2 separate regions of the Pan troglodytes genome follow, and region 1 is linked to region 2. A link is a contact called in public Hi-C data. All regions are on one chromosome and are shown on one strand. Each heading gives the region's core, a stretch centred on a gene start, on an enhancer-like site or on the middle of the called end of the contact. The rest is flanking DNA. Distances are from core to core; before and after follow the strand shown.

Region 1 (6,620 bases), core at 2,954-5,453, 180 kb after region 2:
GACATGGAATCAATCCAGGTGCCCAACCACGGTGGGTTAAACTTTGAAAATGTAGTGCATATCCACCGTGGAATACTACACAGCCATAAAAAAGAATAAAATCATGTCCTTTGGAGCAACGTGGATGCAGCTGGAGGCCATTATCCTAAGCCAGTTAACGCAGAAACAGAGAGCCAAATACTGCTCATTCTCACTATTAGTAGGAGCTAAACATTTGGTACCCGCAGACACAAAGATGGGAACAATAAATGCTGGGGTAGGGAGGGAGGACAAGGGTTGAAAAACTATCAGACACTATGTTCGTTACTTGGGTGATGGGATCCTTGGAAGCCCAAACCTCAGCATCACACAATATACCCATGTAACAAGCCTACACATGTACACCCTGAATCTAAATATTTTTGAAATTAAAAAAAAAAATAGACCACAGCCTATGTATCCATTTTCCTGTTTCTGAACACCGAGACTCACCTCTAGCTTTGTGGAATTTCAAAGTGTTTTACAAAATATGACTGTACGCCATTCCCTGTGTACACAAATACAGTGCTCTCTAGGACAGATGGCGTAGACACGGGATTGCTGGGTTGAGGAGATGGAAAGGTAAGGCAAAGGAAGTGCCATGGTATTGCATTCATGCTGTCTGCCTTGGACAGAATCTGTAGAAATGGCTGATTCCCTTTGTCTGTGGCTCCACCTTCTATCAGACATCCCCTTCCACGGGCTCTGCTCCCACCAGGTGACCCTGACTCCTGGGGTCCAGTCACACCGGCTCCTTCCTTTGTCCACAGCTCTGGGGTGGAGTGGCTCTCTCCCTTCTCTGGGCCATCTCACCTTCCCTGTCGCCCTTTCAGCTCCTTGCACACCTTGGTAGCTTGCTCCCTGTATTAACGTTTTCCTGTTAATATCCATCTGGCATGGATTTTGTTTTCCTGGATGAACACTGACTCATACATAGGCCACAGTCAGGAGTTTGGATGGCAACAAAGTGCCAAGAATTTTATGCAGAAGAGTGTCATGATTTAGTATCTGACCTAAACCCATGATGTTGGCCATGGTGTGGAGGTTAAATTGAACAAAAGCATGGAATTCTGTGAGGAGGTTGATCTAGCAGAGGCTTGCACAAGGGTAATAGCAGGGAACAGAGTCAAATAGAGGGCTTTGCAGTATTTTACAGTGATAGATGTGGGGGTGAGAGGAGGACACGAGTAAGGAATGAAGCCCAGATTTCTGGGTAGTGGCGCTGCCGTTTACTGAGGTAGGAAAGGAAGGGCTTTGTTTTGTTTTGTTGTACATGGAGTGCTGAGAATATATGAGTTTTTCTTTACTAAACACCTTCTCTCTCTCTTTTCTTTTAGACAGAGTTTCCGCTCTTGTTGCCCAGGCTGGAGGGCAATGGCACAATCTCAGCTTATTGCAACCTCCATCTCCTGGGTTCAAGTGATTCTCCTGCCTCAGCCTCCCAAGTAGCTGAGATTACAGGCGCCTGCCACCACGGCCAGCTACTTTTTGTATTTTAGTGGAGACGGGGCTTCACCATATTGGTCAGGCTGGTCTCGAACTCCTGACCTCAGGTGATCCTTCTTCGTGTAGGTGCCCTCCTGTCTTATCTCCTACAGCTTCTGGGGCTGCAGGGGGACATAAATACCACATGTGCAGGCACCTTTGTAAACTATGCAGCAGTTTCCTTAAAAAACCAAACAAAACAAGAAACACAGTGACCACAGAGGGGAGCTGGGAAGGAGAGTGAGGGGCAAGGGCATTTCTGGGGCCCGTCTCTCCTCTCTGTGGCTCCAAGGGCAAGATTCCCATCACTAGCTAATGCAAATAACTGCATGACAGCATGAAACACCACCAGCTGCCCCGTAGCGTGCCTACTAGGTATCAGGCCCTATGCTGGGTATTTTATACACATTCTCTCTGATCCTCTGAAGTGGGAGCCAGCAATCTTAATTTGATTTTCAGAGTCAGAACTGGTGGAAATTCACTTTGGTCTCTCGTATGGCTGGATCTCGTATTTCTAAAGGCCCATGCCGGGTGGACTATTACATCATGTTGACAATATAAATTAGACTGATTAGAGGCTGAAAATATCATTAGGAATGACATACTATTTCGTAGCTGGCATTATTGCCTGTAACATTTATACATGACAAAGTGCTTTCTATCTCTGCCCAGTGACACTTTGACACCAACCCAAATCATAGAAAATGCTGTGGTGTGAGCCATAGGCCAATTATTAACTGTCCCTGGGAGGTCCCTCAGCCCTTCCAGCCCTGCTGACAGATTGGTCTTTGGTGAAATTAAGAAGTCTTGGGAGAAGCTTATTTTTCTATTCTTGGGAACCCAGGGATCTCCCCAGCTCCCAGCTCCCAGGTAGAGAAGCCATCACTGTACATGGGAAAAAAATAAAAAAGAACACTCAGCACTAAAAGCCTAGGTTCTATCTCTGATTACCTTCATGCCATTAGTAAGTCATTTATTCTCTCTAAGCTTGTTTCCTCATCTAAAAAAAGAGAAACAAAAATACTTAACCTATCTCTATTATGGAAGTTTTCTGCAGATAGAATGAGCCAGTGGATATGAACAGACTTTGTGTCAGTCAACCTTTGCTGTATAACAAACAACCACAAAAAAATCCCAGAGTCAATAAGCATGTATTTACTTCACGTATCTGGGGGTCGGTGAAGACTTGTCTGATCTAGGCTAGACTGGCTGAGTGGCTTTGCTTTAGGCTATGGGTTTGGTTAGAATGGGTTCCTTGCCATACATTGGGCTCTGGTGTGTTCCTTGTATGTTTATCCTGGAGCCTGGGATACAGGGGGAGCATCTGCTGGTGAGAAGCTCTTCTCGTGGCGATGGCAGAGGTGCAAGCGGGTGAGCCCAGCTGCACAAGCACATTTCACGTCCTTGTTTGCATCATGTATGTTAATCTTCCAAAGTAGGTCACATAGCCAAGCCCCAAGCCAAGGAGTGAGCAAAAAAACTCCCATGTATGTGGAGAAGAGGGAGGGAACGTTTTTAAACAGTAATCCAATCTACCACCTCCTTGTTCCATACATACATAAGAAAGGACTGTTGCTTATCATTATTTTTTCAACCCCAGTAAGGACAGAGATGTCAAATATCCTGTTTTTCATCTATTGTTTTGGCCTCACAGCAACTGGTCTGGCTGTAGTTAATCAATCCAACTGACCATCAATCCACTGGACAAATTGACTTTTCGGTTGTGTCCAATGGAATTGATTTCCACAGGTGCATTGGGCCCCCTGAGTCCTGTCTGTGCTACGTGATGGGTTAGAAAGTAGCCAACTTTGGCCGGGCATGGTGGCTCACCCCTGTAATACCCGCACTTTGGGAGGCCGAGGTGGGCGGATAAAGAGGTTAGGGAGCAGCCTGACCAACGTGGTGAAACCCCATCTCTACTAAAAATACAAAAATTAGCTGGGCGTGGTGATACGTGCCTGTAATCCCAGCTACTCAGGAGGCTGAGGCAGGAGAATCGCTGGAACCCAGGAGGCGGAGGTTGTAGTGAGCTGAGATCGCACCACTGCACTCTAGCCTGGGCGACAAAGCAAGACTCTGTCTCAAAAAAAAAAAAAAAAAGAAAGAAAGAAAGAAAGTAGCTAACTTTAGCTACCTCTTTGCAAAAGGTAGGGTGCTCCAGGGAGCTTCCTTTCTTATTCTTGATTTCTCCCAGTTCAACGTCCTCAGGCTGGAAGCTACATAACATAATAACCACCGACATGTATGCAGACCTTTACTGACAGCCAAGTGCTTTTATAGATGTAATCCATTTTGCATCCCTAAGATAGCCCCTCATCATGCCCATTTCACAGATAAGAACCCCCTGGGTCACATCAATAGGGAGTGGGAGACCCAGGATTTGAACCTCTCCTGCCTGATTCTGGGGCTCGGGATCGCCCCTCCCCCAGTCCAAAGAGGGGTTTCCTGCTCTCCAAGTCTTGATCTCCTCCTGCCTGACTTCACAGAGCTCCCCAATGTAATGTCAGCTCCGTGTGACGGCCTATCTACCACATCCACAATGGGTTAATTTCTGCCGTTTATGTGAAAAGAAATTACTCACTAAAATTTAATTTGGTAAATTTCAGTCTTTGTAAGCAGTGAATTCAATGACGACACAGTTGAGCAAGTCAGCAGTTACTCAGGCAATTTCCGAGCCACCAGCCCCCAACCCTGATAACAAAGAACGCCCGGCCTCTCAGCCTGTTTTAAATTCACATTCCTTCATTATTATGTCAAGGGAAGTCATTATGGGACTGAAGAAAATGCTTCCTGTCTAGAAAAATAAAACGCAGTCTTGTGCGGCGGATTAGCGTGTTCTGTCGGGTATTAAATGGGGAACTCTCGAGGAGCATGATTTCTGAATTACGTGGTTTGATGATTATTTAACCGCGTTGGCTGGTGATAACTATTTATCTAGTCCAGAGCAACGCAGTTCAATAGGCCTGTTCTTACGTCCTCCTTGGAGGCTGCTGCCAGGAACCTGGCTCCCAGAATTTTCTGGGGAAGGGCAGTGAGGGGGTGGGGAGGTGACGGGAGATGAAGGCAAGTTTCTCAGGTTGGCACTGATGCCTGGAATCTGCACATATTTGCCTACTTTGACTGGACGCTGGTAGATTTCCTGCAACTGATACGTGTGTGTGTGGTGTGTGTGTGTGTGTGTGTGTGTGTGTGTGTGTAAAAGACAGAGAGAGATTGAGAGATTCAACCTAGGCATGTTAATCAGGTTGTTTAAGCCAATGGGGCTATGGGCTTTCAAGGCAGGAACAATATTCTGTTTACCTTTGCACCCCCAGTGCCGAGCACAGTGCCTGACACTTATGTATAACCATGATTTTGAGGCTGATTGTCAAAAACACGAGTTAGGTTGCAGACTCCAGTGATGGTAGATGCAGCTGGCCACCAGGATGGGAGCTTCACCTTGACTTCTGTCTGTTAAATTTACTGCTGCATCCTCAGCTCCAAGGCCAGTGCCTGGCAAAGAGATAGTGCTCAGTAAATACTTGCTGCATTTTTTCTGAATTTGCCTCGAGGTGTGGAAGGTAAGAAGAGTTGCTAGGACGAAAGAAACCGGGGCATCTTTTGGGAAAGGGGCCAGGACAGAGGAGCAGATGGGGGCTGAAATACAGGGTGGAAAAGTTGTTTTGTCTGAAGAAGAGCAGCCTCGGGGTCAGGACCATGCCTTCCCACCTCTGAATGCCACCCTGGAGCAGGACTGGCCCCATCCTGGGTGGCCTGCAGGGAGAGGAGGCTGTTGCTGGTAGGCACATTTTGAGGTGGGGGGAAAGGAAAAAGTTTATAAGAAAGCTGTCCAGAGAAGGCATGACTTTCCCTTAAGAGTTAGCGAGTCCCCAGGTGTCAGGAGAGGCTTGACTTTGGGAGAATGTTGGAGTGGAAAGTGTAACAGAGGGATGTCTGGTCTTTTGGCTTCCCTGGGTCACACTGTAAGAAGAATCATTTTGGGCTGCACATGTCATATATTAACACTGACGATAGCTGATGAGCTAAAAAAAATCACACAAAAAAGAAATCACAAAAAAAATCTCATAATGGGCCTGATGCGGTGGCTCATGCCTGTAATCTCAGCACTTTGGGAGGCCAAGGTGGGCGAATCACGAGGTCAGGAGTTTGAGACCAGCCTGGCCAACATGATGAAACCGCATCTCTGTATTTTGTAAAAATACAAAAAATTAGCTGGGCATGGTGGCGGGCGCCTGTAATCCCAGCTACTTGGGAGGCTGAGGCAGCAGAATCGCTTGAACCCGGGAGGCGGAGGTTGCAGTGAGCTGAGATCACAGCACTGCACTCCAGCCTGGGCAACAGTGTGAGACTCTGTCTCAAAAAAAAAAAAAAAATCTCATGATGTTTTAAGAGACTTAACAAATGTGTGTTGAGTCACATTCAAAGCCATCTGGACTGCAGGCCTCAGGTTGGGCAAGCTTAATATAGCATAAGATAGAAGGTAGAAGTAGGGGACCTTCGAAGTCCCATGAGGGTCTGCAACTTATAGTCCATATTTGATTGATTTGCTTCTGCTGAATCAGAGAAAGATGAATCTATTCCCCTGGATTAAGGAGGGATGTTGAATTGGACCTTGAAGACACTGAGATGGAGGTAACTGTGGTCAGAAGAGTTACTACGGATGGGACCATGTGTGAATAATCCCATGTTGTATGGCTTGGTAGAGTAACATGTGCCATAGGCACACGACAGATGAGGGAGAGGAGATCAGAGCTACTGCAGTCTGAAGACCCCTGGAGAAGGGCAGGAGGCCAGAGAAATCAGGGAGACCTCCCTGAAAGAGGTCAGGTGGACATATCGGAGTGCTCAGGAAGCCCTGGGGAGGTGAGACTGAAGGAATTGTGAGTAACTAGCCAAAGTTGTGGAATGAGGGATCCGGCTCTTACTAGCAGAGAGTGGTTAAAGACAGACCAGGGACCAGGCACGGTGGCTCACACCTATATTCCCAGCACTTTGGGAGGCTGAGGCGGGTGGATCATGAGGTCAGGAGTTCGAGACTAGCCTGGCCAAGATGGCGAAACGCCGTCTCCACTAAAAATACAAAAATTATCTGGGTGTGGTGGCAGGTGCCTGTAATC
Region 2 (6,627 bases), core at 3,500-5,999:
GGCTTTCTTGCTGCCCCAGTACCCTTGCACCTTCCAGTGGATGGCTGATCCCACAGGCTCTGCCTCTAACCCCACCAACTTCTGCAATCCGTGGTCCCTCAATGCTTTCTGTCCCTCAGACTTGCCCAGCTGCTGCCCCTGTGCCAGTAGAGGGGGTGATGTGGGGTCAGGACGTTATAAACCCAAATCTAACCACCCTTATTCCAGCACCTGCTATATCACACCCCACACCAGAACTGGTTAGAGCTGGAAGAATCATCATAGCTATCATTTCTTGAATATAAACCCTATGCCAGAAACTCTTCACTAGAAATAAAATACTTTCCCCATTTTGCAGTTTAAAAAACTACATCTGGGAAAATGATGTCATTTTCCCAAACTAAAAAAGCACAACTGGCCCCAAATCACTCTCGTCTTATTCCCCTGCCTTCCTTAAAGAAAGGCTCTTCAGTAGCAACTAGAAAACCTGCCCATTTTACAGAAGGGCAAAACAGGACTCAGAGAGGTAAGGTTTGCATAAGACCACATAGCCTATTCACCTCTAGCCAGAAAAGGAACTCAGGCTTCCTCACTGTGCTCTCTTTGCCACCTCTGAATTACTGAAGCTTTCTGGGTACCAATGGCCCATGCCTAGGAAGTCTAGTTGCCTCTAGACCAGACCAGTGATCCGGGAGGCTCCTCCCTTCCCAGTCAGGTACAGATTACCTATTCCACTTCTCCCTGCCGCCCTCCCACCCCCGACACCCCTGTGTCTGCAGGCACAGCTCAGCAGGGGGTACAATTACCATCTGTGTCACTGGCATCTTTACAGAGGCATATTTAAGTCGCTGCAGCACTCACAGGAGAAAGCAAGTAAATACACAGCCCAGCAAAGTGCCGAACCCAGCCTCAGATCTGCCTGCATGGAGCAGGCATCGAATACTTCTCAGCACTATGGGGGGAAAAAGCAAAGCAAAGTAAGAAGAAACTGCATCTCCACTTTGGAGATGTTGCCAAAGTTTCTCTCCATCTCTGAATGATGCTTTGTCAGATGATGCAGTGTCCAGAGGAGCAAAAGGCAACCTTCACAGGTGAGACAGTCAAGCCTGTGTCACCTTGAGGGCCAACATCTTGGTGGAGCATGCAGCCAAGCTGCATGGGTAAAGGAGATTACTGAGGTGCCTCTGGGTGTCGATGGAGCACCTGCTTCCTCATCCCACCACCATCCCTGGCAGGGGCACGCGGTGCAGTGAGCCATCCGCACTCATCCTCTGGGTCTCCCTGGTGGCCAGTAGAATCCAATGGACTGGATACAGGGATCAGTCTGTGACCAGAGCAAGGGGAAGCAGCCTCTTGAATTCTTGGGAAGAAACATGACGACTGTGGGAAGCCTTCTTGGGTTCATTAAAAATATGTCATGCTAGGCACATCATGTTTTTAAAAACACAATTATTTATTTAATAAATATTTAGTAAGTATGCCTATGTGCCAAGAATTAAACTTGGCACCAAGGATGAAGTTCTGAATGTGATAGTAAGTTCCCGGGCCATATTAGAGCTTAAATTCTAGCAGTGGGGGCTGTGAGGGTTGGGAAGGAGACGACAGATCATAAACCAACAAACACACAAAGAGATGATAGGGCAATGTTTCATGAAGACTGGAAACTGGACAGTGAGGTGGATGCTTTAGCCAGAATGACAGGGCAGGCTCTGGGGAGGTGGCATGTGGAGGAAGAGAACGTATCACAAGCTTGGTGGCTCAGTAGAACGTTGCACATGTGGCATTTCTGGATTTTAGCAAAGCTTTCGGGAAAACCCCTTCTTGTAATATTTACTAAAATGTGTTATGTGCATATTCCATGGCAAATGTTGTTTTGCTTCACACTCAACAGACATTTTATTTGGTCCTTACAAGCACTCCCATAAAGGAGGCATTTTCTCTGGTTTGCAGATGACAGTGTTGAGGCCCAGAGAGATTGTGACTTGGTCAAGGCAAGAGAGATATGAGCCCCACGCCCGGCCCTCACCCCCACGTGGGCTTGTCACCCCCGTGCCTATGACTAGTCAGGCTGCCTTTGTCAACATGACATAGAAGTGTGGGATGGCTGATGACTCATAACTGGTTGAATGACCATTTCCACGGCTGATGATGACTAGATGACCACCGTGAAGGGAGCTCATCGTAGTGGTGGCTCAAGCGTGGTCCACAGCCCTGCCTTGTCCACTGGTGCCAGTGGCCTGAATGGGGGTTCAGTGGCTAGTCGGGGTTCAGTGGCCAGTCACAGTTCAGCCTCCTCTCCAACCACCTCTGACCTTGCACCAGCTAGTGCAAAGTCACTGGCAGTTTCTGTGACAGCCTGTGTGTTTCACACTTCCCTGCCTTTGCAAAGGATGCCCCCCACCCTTGTCTGGAATAGCCCCTGCACCTGGTGATCCAGATGATGCCCACTTCTCCTCTAAAAGCCAGCTTACATGTCACCTCCTCCAGGAAGCCTTCCCTGAATTCCTCTACACTGAGGTTGCGAGTCATTTAGGTTCCAATGCTCACTCTATCTATCTATCTATCTATCTATCATCACAGCTAGTTGCCATCCCAGCAGCCATCTACTAACATAGAAACAATTTTGATCAAGTGGGGATGCGCTCTGAGGTGACTGGCCTATCCCCAGAGGATGAATTATAATTAGCCAAACCCATTCCTCCTTGGCCAGGAATTGGCTGAGGGGTACTCATAGGGTTCACTTCTGGCCAACGGGCCTTGCCAGAAAGAGGATCTGGCAAAAGTTTCCTTACCCAGTGAAAAAAGAAACTTGTGGGAAGAAATGTCCCTTTCTTTCTTGCCTTAGGGTATTGTCATTTGGGGAAGTCACGAACAGCGCTTCAGTTGTCATTTTGCAGTCAGGAGGGGGCGGTCCAGGGAGCACAGAGAGGCCACCACAGATCCTGACATCATTGAGTGACTGAATCACCCAACCTTGGAACTGCCTACCTCCAGGCTTCTTGCTGTCTGAGATCATAAACCCTTTGGTTGACACCACTTTTACTTTGCTATTTGTTACTTGAGGCTGCAGGCATCCTGACTGATACAGCAGAGCTCTCTCTTTGTGGTATGTTTTCACTTTGGTCTGTTTTCTCGTCCAGTTCTTCACACTGGAAACTCCTGCAGGGGACTGGTTCTTTTTATCAAAGACTCTCCAGTGTTCAACACAAAATCTAACACACAATGGGTGCCTTGCTTAGTAAATACATGAAAAGATGGGTGGCTGGAAGGAAGGAAGAATAAGCTATCAGATGACATGAAGTTAGGAGGTGATGTAAATACCTAGGATCCAATAGTTGAGGTCTGCAAAGAGAGGAGCGGACGACTCAAGAGCCAAACACAGAGAGATGGGATTGATGTGACATCAGACCTGTCTGATTCTTAGTCCCAGACTCCTGGGGGGTGGGGGGATACATTTCTCAGCAGTAAATGGACATATGATGGCAGCATTGTGGGACCAATTGCTTTTGGGACAGGGATGGTATACAAGTTCCTATGAAACAGTCCCAACTATGTGGAGAGAAGAGCTGAGGGACAAGGAGTTGGACTGTGATTAGGAGTGACTCTGTTATCAGTCCTCCCTATCACTTCTTACTGGTCACCATCACTAGAAAGAAGGGCTTTGTCCTGACACTGAAATACTCCTGGCCGTGTTGACTCCCAAGCCCTTCTCAGTTACTTCCTGGGTTCTTTCATGCACCTCCTTCCTCAACCTCCCTCCCTAGAGTCAGTAGTTGACTCTAGCATCTACCCACACAGGGGCTGTATGGTGTTCCCCTGGTGGGGTGCTTTGCAGGGCAGGTGCAGCGTGACATCGAGCACAGATGGCATGGATACCCAGCAGCCTTTTGCTTTTTCTTCTTGAGTCACCTCCTTCCCTGGTGGCAGCCACATCAACTCTTCTGCTTGATTATTCTGTACCAAGTGTCTGCTGCTGCAGATGGACACTTCTGAATAGCAGCTGCCGGGAAGTGTCTGGCTTCCCAGAGGAGCTGGGCTTGAATTCCCCTGGGCTCAACTGGCTGTGAGCCTTTTGTGATCACCCACCTGAAGGTCTCATCTGTCAAATGGGCACATGAAGGCATCTATAGACTTATCAGTTTTAAGTGGGACAATGGGTACGAGAGGGCCAGGGCTGGCTTCGTGGGTATGAGATCTGTGAAAGGCTCTGAATTCTGTGCTCAGAAGGGACCCGTACTGGTTTAATAGCCTCCTTTTATCTCATGAAATTCTTGATAGTGTTTTAAAAGGGGGCTCCATTTTTATTTTAGGCCCTTCAAATTATGTAGCTGGTCATGGAGAGGGCTTTGCAAACCAAACAGCATTGCAAGACTGCACAGTGGGTTGCTGTTATAAATCGTAACGACACACACATTCACATTCTGTAAAGGATATATACGTGAAGGGGGCTTTTCTGCAAGGCTGGGACTCTGAGGCAGCACAGAATTCGTCTCTCACTTACTGTATCCTCTTCCTGGGCTTAAGGATATTAAACCCAGGTGCCCCAAGACCTTCAGAGCATTCTGCCTTCATGCGGATGGTGCAGACTCTGTTCTAATTCTGCACTTGGCCAGACATAGCTATGCAAACTGCAGCGAGTCTCTTCCCGCTCTGGGCGCCACCTGACTGACCCGCGTAAGGAGGGACTGTGACTGGTCCCCAGGCAAACGCTTTCCCTGCCACCTGCACCTGTTGCAAGCCAGCTCCTCGGAGCCAGGCCAAGCAGCTCTGCCCCTAGCGGGAGTCGGAGGCATGAAACTCCCTTTTAGGAAGACGGAGTAAGAGGCACCACCACCTGCTCCTGCTGCCTCTGCTGTCCTCAGCTTCTGGGAGCATCTTAGCAGCCAGCCCCGGGTGAGGACAGGGTCCACCGGTGCACATGGCAGAGCAGGGTAGATGCTGTGACTTGGCGGCTTTGGGGGAACAGGGTGGGGCTCCTCCCTGGGAAAAATCTTTAGGTTTGGATCCAGCCTTTATTTAAAGAGAGGGATTGTGTATAGACTTGTGTGACTGTTCAGCCTCTTTCCACCTCGGTGCGTGTGTGTGTGTGTGTGTGTGTGTGTGTGTGACAGAGAGAGAGAGAGCCTGTGGGTCAATGCCCAGTATGCCCCTCTGAGAGTGTGTCTGTTAGTAGACACCAGTGTGTGACATTGCTTCTGTGGGCAACTATGTCAAGGCGTGGGTTTGTCACTGTGTGCGGTGTGGAGCAGTATGATAAGCCGGCGGCCGACCCCCGAGTGTGTAGACGCGGGAGCTGGTGTCAGGGTATTTGTAGGGCTGCGATTCTGTGTAGGTCTGTCTCAGATTGTGTGAGAGTGTTTGTGTTCCAGCAGGTGCTTGTTTCTGAGTGTGAATGTGTGTGAAGCTGTGACCATCTGTCTCTACCTCTGCATGGGACGGTGATCCGGTGTGTGTGTGTGTGTGTGGTGTGTGTGTATTAGAGTGCACTCTAAACTGTGTGGCTGTGTGTGTACGTGTGCGTGCCTGTCACAGTGGCCCAGTGCTTCTGGGTGAGTGGGGCAGAGCCCAGAGAGTGTGTGTGTGAGTGTGGGTGTCGGTGTCTCTGGGAAGCAGTGATTCGGGATGTGTGTGTCAGGCAGTGTGCGGCTGTCGCTGTGAGTCTGCATGGGAGAGTGGCGGCGTGCTCTCCTCTGCGCGGCAGTGCCCCGTGTGTTTGTGGGTCTGTGTCTGGGTGTGAGCGTCATGGTGCGTGTGTTAGAGCCCGTGGGGCCCCGGTGAAAGGCTGTGGCTCTGGGTGACTGGTGTGTGTGTGTGTGTGTATCAGAGTGGGTGGCGGCGTCTCTGCTCGGCAGTGGCGCGTGTGGCCCGCCCCGCGCGCGTGTCTCGCGGGCCGGGGCAGGGCGTGGGCCCCCTCCGGCGGAGCCGCGACCCCTCCCCCGGGCGGCGGGAGGTGCGCACCGGCGCCTCTAGGACCCGGCGGCGGCCGGCCGCTGTCCCCGGGCCGCGCGAGTGAGCATGTGCAGAGCCCGGCGCCCGCTCGCCCGCCCGCCCGCCCGCCCGCCCCGCCGCTCGCCCGCTGCCCGCCCCGGCTCCGCGCCCGCCCGCCCGCCCCGCCGTTCAGCCGGGACGCCAGCAGCCCCGGGGAGCCAGGCGGCGGCGCCCTGTGCCCGGGCGCGTGGGTCCGCTTGCCGCGGGCGGCCGGAGACGTGCGGGCGCCGGGGCTTCTGGGCTCCGGGCACTGCGGGGGCTGCGGGCTCGGCGCCCGGGGAAGACGGGCCATGGGCGCGGGTGCGGGCGCCCCAGCCGGCCGCGATCGCGGGGTGAGTCCTGTCTCTCGGCGCTCCAGCCGGACCCCCGCGCGGGCTGCGAGCAGGGTGTTCCCCTTGCCGCGGGCAAACAAGTTTGTGCAGACGCGGTTGGGAGCGCGGCGGGGCTGCACCTGCTCCGGCTGCAGGGCGGGCTTGCCGGGGGCACCTTCCCGGGGGCCCGGGGTGGCTCGGCCGGGGCAGGGGAGAGTGAGCGGGTGCGTGCAGGGGTTGTGGGGTGGGGGGCGGCGCTCGGCGCGGCCGGGATGGGGTGGGGGTGCGCGAGGCGCCGCACGAGCCGCGTCCCCCTCCGGAGTCCTGAGAGCCCGTCTGTTACCCGGGA

The links. Hi-C and Micro-C count contacts between places; a contact is called where the count stands out from the background.
Region 1: a Hi-C map of stem cell-derived neural progenitor cells shows a contact between it and region 2, with 2.1 times the contacts expected there. The contact joins the enhancer-like site here to the promoter of WSCD1 in region 2. A contact is called at or near these places in 1 of 7 Hi-C or Micro-C datasets (stem cell-derived neural progenitor cells) and 1 of 1 datasets of contacts at active chromatin or transcription factors (stem cell-derived excitatory neurons).

The regions. Positions count from the first base shown.
Region 1 is chr19:16,759,303-16,765,922 of NHGRI_mPanTro3-v2.0_pri, forward strand. No RefSeq gene overlaps it. Among named protein-coding and RNA genes, the nearest start is that of AIPL1, 170 kb to the right of the region's middle. Within about 2 kb of position 4,204, at least 6 of the 24 cell types and tissues checked have an H3K27ac peak or open chromatin away from gene starts, as enhancers often do. A contact at or near this core is called in stem cell-derived neural progenitor cells, where this site is marked.
Region 2 is chr19:16,579,332-16,585,958 of NHGRI_mPanTro3-v2.0_pri, forward strand. WSCD1 (WSC domain containing 1) reads left to right here and starts at 4,750. Exons shown (of 9, transcript XM_016931366.4): 1 at 4,750-4,872.